Regions from separate parts of the Zea mays genome. Here region 1 is linked to region 2. A link is a contact called in public Hi-C data. All regions are on one chromosome and are shown on one strand. Each heading gives the region's core, a stretch centred on a gene start, on an enhancer-like site or on the middle of the called end of the contact. The rest is flanking DNA. Distances are from core to core; before and after follow the strand shown. Region 1 holds the start of LOC103651400 (putative exosome complex component rrp40). Region 2 holds the start of LOC100277261 (50S ribosomal protein L12, chloroplastic).

Region 1 (6,177 bases), core at 190-2,689, 140 kb before region 2:
ATTATTGTGAGTTGCATATCATTCAAGATGCTGAAGCCACCACTACTCGAATCGCGTAGAAATATCATGTATCCCCATAAATCTCGCTTAACAAACCCCCCCCCAAACATTGGGGTACTACGATGTCCGGCTTGAAGATCTTCACAAACCAACATTTCAATAGAAGACACATGGGGTACTACGACGTCCTGAATAAACTACGATTCTACTCCATATTTGCTCGGTGATACAAATATAGAGGTTCCAAAAATCTGAAGTAGCAGCTTCACGAACTTTTAGCGAACCAGGTTGCACAGCAGATTACCCAAACAAATAGCTCCTGTGCATGGACAAAAGTCATTGGCAATCCACTGCGACGTAACATCGAACAACTCATGCGCGTGGACCAAGCTATTGGCAAACGTGGCTAGATATGGCAATGGGTACCCGCTACCCGAAACCCGATGGGTTTTTGCTCTATTAGGGTATGAGTTTGGGTCAATTTCTCTACCCATAGGTTTGTTAATGGGTTCAAATAGAAACCCAACGGGGTACGTGGGCATGGGTTTGTTCTTCCACTACCCATACCCGCAAACCCATGAGTTTTTAAAACCCGCCTTAAAATTAACATTCCTTATAAATATGTCTCATAATATTATTAATTGAATATATTCTAATTCAAATAAACTTCATGTAACAAATTTTAGGCTAAAATTAGTTATCACTTGTTCCTTTATGCTAGCTTATTAATGTATTGATTGTCATTTACATGATGAATTATTTTTATGTTGATGTTAGTGGGTATGGGAAACCCGTTGGGTACCCGAAACCCGCATGGGTATGGGCTTGGGCAAAATTTTATACCCGTTATGGGTATGGATTTTTTAGCGGGCGTATTTTTTCTTCGCGGGTATGAGTTTGGGCAAGTAATACCCAACGGGTTTTTACCCATTGCCATCTCTAAACGTGGCAGAGTCTGCTTCCAGACGCCGCCACTGGCTGGAGGAGGAGCGGGAGGAGCAACAAGGCATTGTGAATTTGTGATCGTCACATTCCTAGAGACCTAGACGTCTGCTGCGCCATCACGGCAGCCCGACCCAGCGTCGCGGCCTCGACGGCGGCCCTGAGCCTCGCCATGGCCGCGACCTCTGACGCCCTCGCCACCTCAACGCTCGCGACCTCGGCATCGATGGTATCTTTGCGCTCATGTTTAATATATAGAAATCGAAATCGGATTCATTGACACCTCTATTTGAGGCGCAAACAACGGTGTCAATTTTACCCGCGGGTTCAGATATCCACGGATATCCGACCTGTCAGATTCGGGTACGAAATTTAACCTGTTGGTCTCACTCGTACCTGACCCGTAATAAAATCGGATCGGGTACGAGTTTTTATATTTCACCCGCGGATCCTAGCAGATATCCAAAATTAAAAGTACATGTATTTTCAGCTTACCAGAGACCGGCCCAATGATCCATCTTTATTTACCCAGAAACCCTAGTCTCTCACGCTCGCGGAGTCAGTCTCACCATCTCTCTCGGCCGACAGCCGGCCACCACCAGCCGCCAGTAGCAATAGCAAATTAGCAACCCGCCGAGCACCGACCTCTCCATAGTTCCTCTACGGCTCTACCGAGCAACCGCCGGCGTCGACCCTGCCGTCCAGGCCCGTCCTGCCGCGGTGCCGCCTGCGTCCCTGCCCCAGCCACCCGGCCGCCACCCGCCGCCGCCAGCGAGGAGCGAGTAGTAGCGACCCTGGTCCCTGCCGCCCTTGCGTTCGTGGCTCCCTGCCCAGTGCCCCTGCGTCAGCGTCACTGCACTCTCCGAGGTAGGAGCCGGCCACCGGAGTACCGGACAGATCCCAGGCTTCTACTGTCTGTCCCTCGCAGGCTCGCATGTATATTTTACAGTTGATGTCTCACTGATCTCAAATAGGTGGAGGTGGTTCTCAAATCTCAAGTCCATCCACGGCGCTACTACCCTCGCTGCAATGGAGTTGAGGAGGCCTGCATCCTCTCCTCTTGTCGACAACTACGTGGTAAATCTTCCAGCCCTATTCCGCACTTTGATCTCTCACTTGCACTATCTGTGCGGATCTGGTCATCACCTCACACTGCCCACCATGGTCAGGTACCTGGTGACGTCGTCCTGGACCTCTCTGAGATGAACAACCAGACCATTAAACTCGGCGCGGGTCTGCGTCAGGTAAGCCTATTCATGGTGGAATGTGGGAGCCGTTGTCTTTTGTGAGACTTAGTGGTTAGGGTTTAATGGGGTTTGTTTGGGCACGAGGCTTATTGGTGATTAAACGGGGTTTGTAGGAGTGTGACACCATCCAGGCGACTAGTGCTGGGAAGCTGCGGCAGTTGAAACCCAACAAGTATTGGATTGAAAACTCACAGAAAAGAGTAAGTTCGGTTTGGCTCTGCCGCTTTGTCAAGATACTTGTTAAGTATTTTATTATCACTGCTGTAGGATGTCGGTTGAATAGATAATTCATATTATGTGTCCCTTTTTGTGGAAAACTGCAAAATCCTGAACTAATATGTTAGCCTAATGTGAACTGAGTATGTTGAATCAGTGGAATGAAAGTTCCATCACTAATGCTTAATGCTCCGTTTGCATGTTGATATTGGAGGGCATGGAATTGAACTGGGTTGAATACCGAATCAGCCATGGTATTGAAATGAGATGCAATTTCAATTCTATTGTTTCGATGTCACCGTATTGTAGTTTGGAATTGTGTGGCCTATATCCACGAATAAAGAGGGGTGACTCTATATTAGGAGAGGGAGTTTCCAGTCATAATCCAATTCCAGGGAATTAGGTCTCTGATTCCAAATCTCATTTCCATGTGCAATCAAAAAACAAAATTTAGGAAAGCTGATTTTAATTCCCTATTCCGTTCACCAATATCTACATCCGAACGTGGTCATTGCCACATTTATCTTTTACCGATTGACTATGTTATTGCCATTTTAATGATTTTTTGGTTTTCATATGTGAAATTAATCAGCATGGTAGGTTCTGATCTGGTTCCCTAATATTGTCTTAACCGTAACGTGGGAGACTGCGGATAGTGTAGTCTGTTCCTCCCTATTTATCGTGATTCAGCAGTGATCAGTCACTTATTCATGTTCATGGTCTTCTTTTTTTTACAGTATATACCTTCTGTAGAAGATACCGTTCTTGGTATTGTGGTCGACACCAAACCAGACGTAAGTATACATTTATATTCAGGAGTATGTGAGTTGATACTTGTTTCTAGATATTTATCTGAGGCTACCATGGATAATGGCTGTCAAAACTATAATTATGTTTTATGGTCCAACATATTTATGATCTTTTTTTTGAACAAACGCAGGAGAGCTGCGTGTCATTTCATTAAGTAGAAAAAACATAGGAGAGACAAGACTTGCCAAACCCCTAATACAAGGCTAGCAGTCCCAAAACCCCTTTCACATGAACTCAACGTGCCACACACATTGAGAAAAAACTACCACCAGCAAAAAAACTAGGCTCCTACAGGCCGTCGCAGGAGGAGCTCCTGAAGAGCTGATGCTCCAGCTAAGCACCAAATAGTACCATCCTCAACCACAGCATGCCTAACCTGTAGGACACAGGGACAGGGTCTTGATTATACAGTCCTAGTTAATAGAATATACGTTTTTCCAATCTTTATGTTTAAGATTTGTAATTGCGATCTTACATAAAACTGTTTGATCTCGTTTAGAATCTGCAATTGCGGCAGTCTTAAAGAATCACCTTACGAAAGGAAAATAGCTGGTAGTATTGAAACTTGGACAATCACTACCAACTGAAATACTACAACAGCATAACTACACAATTCTTTTTACTATAGCATTAAACTGCATGAAAGAGGCAGAAATATTGCTTGATTTGCTTGGTGGTGAAGCAATGTGGAATTGAGCTTCCTAAAAAAAGGACAAATGTCCCTAGTAGAGTAGTAGTGGCAAGATGATCAGCTGATTACCCTTTTCATACAGTTCTAGTATAAAAACAGAAGCCGAAATGGGCTTTGCAAGAAGCTAGACGACTGTTTTTATGTTAATTGTATTTTGCCTGTGATCATGCGATGTATTTTCTTTTCTGAAATAGCTTTGGTTATTACAGAACTTTTTGGTAGACATAAAGGGTCCTAATTTGGCCTTTCTACCAGTACTTTCATTTGAAGGCGGTACAAGGAGAAACATACCCAAGTTCGAGGTAAGACACTGGATCATTTGAACTTTCTAGCATTGTTTAGTTTCATAGTTTTGTCAGCCTTTATACTTTAAGTGTGAAATGTGTGTGTAGTTCTTAACATGTATTCAGTAGCATGTGGATTGCTTCTTATTTTTCTGTTCCAAATAGGCAAATAGTCCTTCCATTCTTTTATGTTTGAGGTTTTAGTACTTTTTATGCTCAAATTATAAAAAGTACAGAATAACCACATGCTTCTTTTAAACCTGTCTTTTTCTACTTTGTAATTTAAATTATTTCTCCTAAACTACATACATTTGATGGTAGTTACTAATGACTAAGTAGACTGAGTCTTTTAGATTGTACAATGTTTAACTTTAGTAGGAACAATTTAGGAAAGTAAATTAGGTGTGATTCTTCTTAAAATTCTACTAGGTGTATGCCCGTGCGTTGCTACTGAATCAATATGATAAAATATATTGATATGCAAAACACTAACAGTTATTCTATACTTCTGTTAGCATCACTAAAAGTGAATGTTTATATAACTTCAAAAATATATAAGATTGTACTCATGCTTTGTCATTAACATCTCAAATAAAACACGTAGGATTCCATAAAAGAATAGTTTATTATATAAGACAGTAAAGTGCATGTGCCTTACTACGGAATTTACAATGATACAAATTATGCATGCGACTAAAAATTGTGTTATGAAATACTGTCATTTTACCTTATTCTACAGTTTGCATTTACTATTGGTGCCTATTGTATATATCATCATGTCTGCTGTTTTGTAGTAACAACAGACCAAATAAGCATGAAACCTTTTATCTCCCAAAGGTAATATTTGGATGCTAGTACACAGTTGATGACAAATAAGAAACATTGCATAGCTAAGAATAAAAATCAATTGCAAGAAAGTCAACATGCAACCTTAATATATCTTTGAATAACTGAGCTATTGTATGGTGTGCGAGAAAGAGGCTGAGGCAGAGTCATTCCTTTATTACTTTGGGGTGTAAGATAATTGGGAGAACCTTGAACCGCTGAACCAGGCTAGCTTACAAAAGAATCAATAGTTATTGTTGGGAAACTTTTGATGTCAAATTGTCTGCATGACTCAAAGCTCTGAATTTCCGCTTTTTGGACTCTTGTACAAAAGCTAAGGTCTATGCTTGCACAAAATCTTTGGCAATTTCAATTGGCGAAAAACCAATATCATGCACCTAGAATGGCAATAAAGCACAGGATAAGAAAAATCAACAAATCAAGCAAAAAAGGAAGGATTATTATTGTATTGCTTAAGCACTGAGCATATATATAACTCTCCAGTCTCCAGCACAACCTCTGTTACTATGGGAGGGAGGGAGATTAAAATGTTTGAATTGTTTTTAAATTACACATAGTTCACAAAACTATTACTCAGCTACAAGCATACTTTAACTTCAAAAGCATATAGGCAGGATTCATATTACATAGAAATATAACAAGCAACAAGATCAGTAGGTATCTACCAATATGTTATGTATAGATAAGTAATCATGAGTTGATATTCCACAGTTCAGTCATCCTTACATTGGATGATGAAACGATATCAGTCCTCCAAGATGGCTAAGCCTTAATCAGTTTGGCAGGTCCGCAGGTGTAGAAAATGTGGCTTCAAAACCTTTTGCAGTAGATACTGGAGGTCTCTGGTCTTCAATACTAAAATCAGAAGTCCTTGACCACATGATCTCTATATCCCTGTATAAAATATAAAAGGTTCACAAGCATCTGAATTTCCAAACCTAAATGCACAATAAACACAAGAAACACTGAGAAATTGTTGTCCAATATAGACAGAAACCTTTCTCCACATATTATCAGGGCACGAGCATATTTTAGTTGATATGGAGTCAATATGTTAATAAAATATATTGAGATATAGGAACATCAATTATCGTTATATCTTCAAGTAAATAGCAAATGGCCTAACACATTTTTAGTGTTT
Region 2 (7,002 bases), core at 3,347-5,846:
TGCCTCTTTCCACCCTGCTGTAGACTGCCCTTTCTACCGTTATATACCCAGCACAGGATGCCGCGACCGATCGGTTTCCCGAGCTGCAGAGGAATTCTTGTGTGGATGCTCGTCTCTTGCCTAGTTGTTTGTTTCTTGTAGAGGAATTTTTTCCTGAACTTGTCCCCGCCGTCTTGAAGGTTTCTTGTTTGGGAGCAGGGCGGAGGCGCTCCTTTCCTTCTTGGCCGACGACGGCATGGACTGGGCAGCGGCGCGCACGAGCGATTTTTGCGGCAAACCCCCTGCGAGAACATCAGCACAGCTATAAGCCTTTAGAGAGAGGAGAAGTGCTGCTAAGAGCTAGAGCAAGGTCTTGAGCGTATCGTTACTCTACCGAGGTGCTGCCAAGAAGTTTGTAAGCAGCCACGGTGTTGTTGTAACCCAACTCAATACTGAAAGGCTCTATCTGTCATACTGACAGATCTGAGCAAACGGAGGAAGGAGTTGAAATAGACTCCAAGCCCAGGTGTGGCTAACTCCAACGAGGACTTGGCAAGCATTTCAGGCTTGGCCGAACCTCGGGATAAATCCTTGCGTCTGTGTGCTCTGTATTGTATCCTGACTCTCTGTCTTACTCGATATTATATCTGCACTTCAATACTTATCCGTGGTATAAGTTTTATTTGAAGTGCAGGACATTTTGAGACAGGATCTCCGATTCCGCTGCAACCTACTCGAAGAGTCTTCTCACTCCACTGCGTATTAAGTCTTCGAGTAGAGTAAGAATTTAAGTTTTAAAGTAATAAGTTTTATTCGCCTATTCACCCCCCTCTAGGCGACATCCAGATCCTGTTCCCGGGTCAAAGGGAACTCTCAGAACTAAGATAACTAGAAGAGGAGGCACCCATTCGGGCGCCCTATCAGGAGACAGTAAAGAGACAATAGTATTTGCAATATAACCATATACATAAGAAGTTATTGCAAAGATATATACATGTATAATAAATTGACATCAAAATCAGCTGGATCACAAATCAAGCATCAATGTTTTGTTTAGCCATATGTTACACAAATTGCTTGGGATTCATGTGTACCAAAATTTCATGGTTGTCAGTTTTAAATACCAGTGGTCCGAAAATAGCACACACACACATCATTCATTGCAAATTCGAGCATCATATTAGTAAGTGTTGCCTCTACATAAAAGTAAGAAGTTCATTTCTTCGGCAGCAACATTAGCAGGAGATAGCCTGCATCTTCGCTGGACACAATAGCAACATGTTAAGAAAGAAAGCTTCGCTGGACATGTTAAGAAACAAAGTTTTATCAACAGATGTTTCATAAAGCTTATAGGAAATGTTTCATGAGAAGCAGCCTCAAACTTACTGGTCAAATGGTTTAAACAATAAATACCTGAATGTAGAATCTGATCGTGTAAATCCCTTCTTCGTTGTGCTCAGGAGTGATTATAACCTCTGATATACAGGGAGTAGCACCAAGAATTTATTGTGGAAAAATAATATCATAAGGTTTCTAGTTCAAAGGTACTTTTAGTATGCTATTACTGATTATAGGGAGAAGCACCAAAAATTTATCAGCACTATGGATCTAGTTATTCAGCACTGATTATAGGGAGAAGCACCAAAGAGCGATAAGAATCCCTCCATCCTAAATAACATCACTATATCCTATATGGATCTAGTTATTCATAAAGTAAATAATTTCACTCTAACTAAGAAGAAGAAACAAACGATCTGCACAACTGAGCTTATTGGGAAAACTTTACCACATATTATATAATCATCTAGTATCCATCAACAGTAACAGCAATCAGGGAGAATGCGTCTAGGAATTTCTTAGTCAGATCATACCATTTATAATTGAAATAAATAAAAATCAGTCAGATTCTAAGAACAACACAAGGATTCAAAGGCAACATTAAAGAAACAAGGTAAAAGCCAAATTAAAAGAAGCGATCGATCATCTGATTTCATTGCCATCATCATTAAAGGTATCCAGATTCGATCCAAGCTTCATGAACTTCATCTTGAACATGAAAGAAGAGCCGCATAGCTTCACGATACTCTAGACCAATGCTCACATAGAGACCAGACCACTACCACCATCACCACTTGTAAGAAACAAGAACTGCACAGCATAGAAGCACTTTGTTTGTTGCAAACACCAGGAAGTGTCGAAGATGACATAGCAGAAGCACTCTGATCCTACCATTTACAAGGGACATACTGTTGAGCCTATTGATTATATGAATACCAAACTTCAAAGTTGCAGTCGTAGTAAAGACCTGCAACAAACAAGATTACATGTTGGGTCGTATCATCTTGTCTTCTGATTTTATAGCGCTGCAGAGTGGAGTCTATTTACTTGCTATATTTTTTGTCACACCATAGCTGGCTTTGGGAGCAGAAAACTTTTCAGTGAATGACCCAACGAACATATTTTATTTGTCTTTGAGAACATCTTTAATCTTTTATTTTCATCTGGACAGAATTCTTAGTTCATTTGGCTGACATATTAGAGAATCTATAACTACTGAATGGTCTGTTTTTCGATAAAATCTATTGCAAACAATCGCTACTATCAACTGAAATTATATTATAAGCATGCATATGTATTTATGATCGATAATTATCCTGTCTTATACTAAAATATTTTGCTTACTTCAGAAGAGGCAAGTATATTATGCAGCACTGATTTGACTTGTCTACCTGATGAACTGTCCGGCTATCAACTTCAAGGCGTCTCCTTCGGGGATATAGGACTGAATAGCATCGATTTAATCCAGTGCAATGATACAATGGTACTACCTGGACTGCAGAATAACTGGTATGATGATCTAGATTTTAGCAATGAAACTATGGAGTTCCCGTTGCTAGACGGAGGTCTGTTTGCATAAATGCCTCAGCGGGCCCTATATTTTGATCATGTCCTTATGTGAGTTCTTTGGTATGTTCCCGTATAGTGCCTCCTGTAGGGCTATACTAATCTAACTTTATCATGTGGTGGAAGGGTTTAATTTGTAGTCTCTCCACTTTTGATAATTGTCTGTATTATAGACCGTGGCACCGTGCCATGGTACAATGACTGCAATATATACTCTTCACAATGATCAAAACTACATATGAAGACTGTCAATTTTTTGCCTCGAACAACTGACTTTTGCAGTAAATTCTTACTCTGATGCAGCATTGCACATATGTGAGACTTATAAATTTCACTGAAAATTTTTAGTATGAGGACTCCTACAGGGGCTGCAGAATGTGAAGCTATTTGTTGATCTAACCTGAAAAAAATTATATATGTGAAGGTGGTAGTGATACGGCTGTATGCAGAGTTGTAGTGCAGTTCAGATGCAGAGATAGACCGTCATGCACGGCCGGGTGTGGCCGAGAGCCTCGGCCATGGCGGAGGCGCTCTGGTCTGGCAACCGCGACGCGTCGGGCAGGAAGCGGTACGCCAAGGCGACTGACCGGCTCATCGACTGGCGGCAGCGCATGGTCGGGAGTGGGGTCCGGGCCGAGCCCATCCAGTCGCTTTGGTGCCGAACACGACCCGGTGGGACGCCCGCTTAGCGGCAGAGTCGGGTGGAGGCGGTGACAGGTGCGCGATCAGGAGGAGGCGGTGGTAGGGGCGCGCTGGGGAGGAGGGCGAGGTCAGCATGGGCGTGGTGGTAGGGAGGCAGCAGATCCAGCGTGCAGACTGCAGAGACGACGTGTGTGAGGGAGAGGTGGGAAGGGAGAGTGAGGGTGAGGACGAACCGACGAATTCTCAAAGGTACTCGTGGAGCGCGACGAGCGAGCCGAAGGTGATGGCGGTGTCGGAGCAGACGGCGTCGAAGAAGGGCCACAGCGTGGCGGCGGGGACCGCGGCGGCGGGGAGGGAGAGGGGGAGAAGGTGAGGCGGCGGAGTGTGCGGAGGGAGGTGGATGGGAGAGGATAGAGACAGTGCACGGTGAGAGAGATGACGTGTGAGGGCATGGACGCACGTTACCTCTCAGAGCTAAAATGAGTATTTTTTCGGGTCCGAGCCGTCGGGCACGCGTCGGCAAGCACGCGGCCGAGTGCCCGCGAAACGCGGGGAGAGCTCCAAACGGCTTCAGGTTTTAATAACTTAGATTCATAAAGATTTAGAATTTTTATTCCATATCGAGTGCTTAAACTTGATAACATTATACAATATTTTTTTATCATATAATATTGATGAATTGATCGACCCCCCTTATATCGTAATCCTGGATCCACCTCTGCCCCGATGAGAAATAAACAGGTGTACAAAAATACACAAATGTGATTCAGTAAAAATTGTATAAAATGACGTATTCCAAATCTAAGAAGTGACAACTCACACAAAAAAGTATTATGAGAAAAAAAATTGGCATCACGTGTACTTTCCAATTTGAAGATCTCATTTTACGTCCAACTTGCCGCGTCAAATGGTACTATTTGAATTCTTTGATTAATTTCCAAGCCAGAGAATGTGGTTTATAAAAATATTAAATTGCCCATGTGAAAATTCGATAAAATAAATCATCATGGTGTGTGCTTCCTTTTACAAATCCAGAGATGCAATTGCAATTTGCAAGGAAAGTGTAGGTGTTTGCCACTCGCACCGTTCGTATATCACTCTCCCCATCTTATCGCAACGGCACCCATCGCACGCACTCCTCATCTTATCCCCCGCCTCCTCCGGTCCTCCCGCCGCTGTTGCTCACTTCTGAGTCCCGACGCACGAGCTCCCAAGAGCTAGCCATGGCGTCCACCACCCTCTCCTCCGCCTTCACCCTCCTCTCCCGCCCCTCCACCTCCCCGTGCCCCGCCGCCTCGCTCCCGAGGTCCTCCCACGCCGCGCCCCACATCCGCCGGGGCCGCCGCGCCGTCGCCGTCGCGTGCACCGCCACCGAGTCCCCCAAGATCCTGGAGCTCGGGGACGCCATCGCCGGGCTCACGCTCGAGGAGGCCCGCAGCCTCGTCGACCACCTCCAGGAGCGGCTCGGCGTCACCGCCGCGGCCTTCGCGCCGGCCGCCGTCGTCGCGGCGCCCGGGGCGGGCGGCGGGGCCGCGGCCGAGGAGGAGGCCCCCGTCGAGAAGACGGAGTTCGACGTGATGATCGAAGAGGTGCCCAGCAGCGCGCGTATCGCCACTATCAAGGTGGTGCGCGCGCTCACCAGCCTCGCGCTCAAGGAGGCCAAGGACCTTATCGAGGGTCTCCCCAAGAAGGTCAAAGAGGCCGTCAGCAAGGACGAGGCCGAGGACGCCAAGAAGCAGCTCGAGGAGGTCGGCGCCAAGGTGTCTATCGCGTGACACTAGGTATACGAGTACTCCTTTTTTTTCTTTAGTTTCTTTTGTTTGCATCCCCAATCTCTTGTATCCCCACTGTTGTTCGTAAGGAATTGCTGTTTCATGATATGAGATTTGTGTATGTGTCGATTCACTAGCTTGTATGTGCGTGATATATCTCTGCCTTGAATTGGCAGTGAATGTGATCTGCTCGAAACTGGTAATGTGTATTTGCCTTCTTGGCACTATCATTAATTCATGATGGTGGACAAATGGACATTTTGCTTTCCTTGTAAGTGCATGTTCTGTTCCTTGCCATTTTGCTAGCAGTCTTTGTAGTGGTTTCCATTGTGCATTTTTATACTGTTAGCTAGTTTGTGAACCCTACTTTTTCAAGGGATTTTTATTTTCCCAAGAAATATTAGTTCATTTTTCTTTGTAAAAATAGAAATCACTCGAGAAAATAGTGGGAGGGGGGTTGAGTGGAAATCATACTGAGTGTTCAAGTTGCAGTTCTATTACACCATTTCGCACATCACTTTATCGATTCTCATCAGATTCTAGTTTCACTTAAGAGAACATTTTTAGTGAAGAATACATGAGCAGCTGAATTGGGGGTTGAACGTTAGTGGTACCCCGTTATTCATGAAACCGGTTGTCATACGAACTGTCTGTAAGTTGCTGATGTTCTGAATATCTCCAGGCCTTAGTTCTAGGTTAGGGGGTGTTTGGTTTCTAGGGACTAATGTTTAGTCCCTAGATTTTATTCCATTTTAGTTCCAAAATTACCAAATATAGAAACTAAAACTTTATTTTAGTTTCTATATTTAGCAATTTATACACAAAAAAGGAATAAAATAAAGGGACTAAACATTAGTCCCTAGAAACTAAACACCCCCTTAGTCTGTTTGAATTTGGGATGTGTTGGCGCAGATCCGGACGTCAAACACTGGAAGATGAACCGTCTGGCGATGCTCTCTACGCGGTACGGACGATCCGTGGCTCTGGGCCGGACGGTCTGCGACATAAGCGCAGGAGTAGCGCCTTTCCTGCACGCTTCCGGACGGTCCACGCCTGGGTCCGGACTGTCTGTGATGCCGTCGGGTCGTCTTCCTCCTCGCAGGAACCTAGATCTCGTCCCCTAGGGGAGATCTTAGGGTGCTCCGGGTCAGTAGGTCACCTAGAGCGTCTCCAGACTACGTAAAGTCGTCTAGAGCACTCGATTTCACTCTGAGAGAATCGGATCTTGAATTAAGAAGAACTTGAGTGTAGTGGATCTTGCCCCCGATGGGGTAAGGTCCTTGGGTTGTCTTAGAGTCGGCAGACCACCAAGACGGATCTAGACGACGTAGAGTCGAATAGAGATAAAGGTAGATATTGGAAAAGCTATAACTAGGACTATGCTACATTTATTCCTAGGGCCGAACCGTCCGTCACTTTTGGTGTTTAACACATGCCCCCTGTCTTTTGGTCTTTTGGTGGAGCTTGGCGAACCAAAAGCATCAACGTACTTTGAAAATAATAGATCTCATGAGTTATTTTGTTCCCGAAGTAAGGACTCAGTTGGACGCAAGTCATCGGCTTGTAATTAGATAATATAAATATTTGATACAACTTTGATGCATAGAAACCGTTTCGGATTGTATCTTCTTTGGCCATGTCTGCCTGACCAACATGTCAATAAGCAAAAACTTGTGATGGCCTCCAACCCGAATAGGCAAACGGA

What was found. A called contact is a pair of places that touch in the nucleus more often than the background predicts.
Region 1: a Hi-C map of ear shows a contact between it and region 2, with 2.2 times the contacts expected there. The contact joins the promoter of LOC103651400 here to the promoter of LOC100277261 in region 2. A contact is called at or near these places in 2 of 25 Hi-C or Micro-C datasets (ear and leaf).

Annotation. Positions count from the first base shown.
Region 1 is chr3:217,489,766-217,495,942 of Zm-B73-REFERENCE-NAM-5.0, reverse strand. It overlaps LOC103651400 (putative exosome complex component rrp40), which reads left to right and starts at 1,439. Exons shown (of 10, transcript NM_001301497.2): 1 at 1,439-1,809; 2 at 1,917-2,019; 3 at 2,112-2,186; 4 at 2,303-2,389; 5 at 3,143-3,199; 6 at 4,116-4,208. The coding sequence starts at 1,972.
Region 2 is chr3:217,350,736-217,357,737 of Zm-B73-REFERENCE-NAM-5.0, reverse strand. LOC100277261 (50S ribosomal protein L12, chloroplastic) reads left to right here and starts at 4,596. Exons shown (of 1, transcript XM_008677031.4): 1 at 4,596-5,572. The coding sequence starts at 4,749. The coding sequence ends at 5,300. LOC103651397 (a long non-coding RNA gene) reads right to left here and starts at 3,976. Exons shown (of 3, transcript XR_002268220.3): 1 at 3,759-3,976; 2 at 1,393-2,812; 3 at 986-1,240.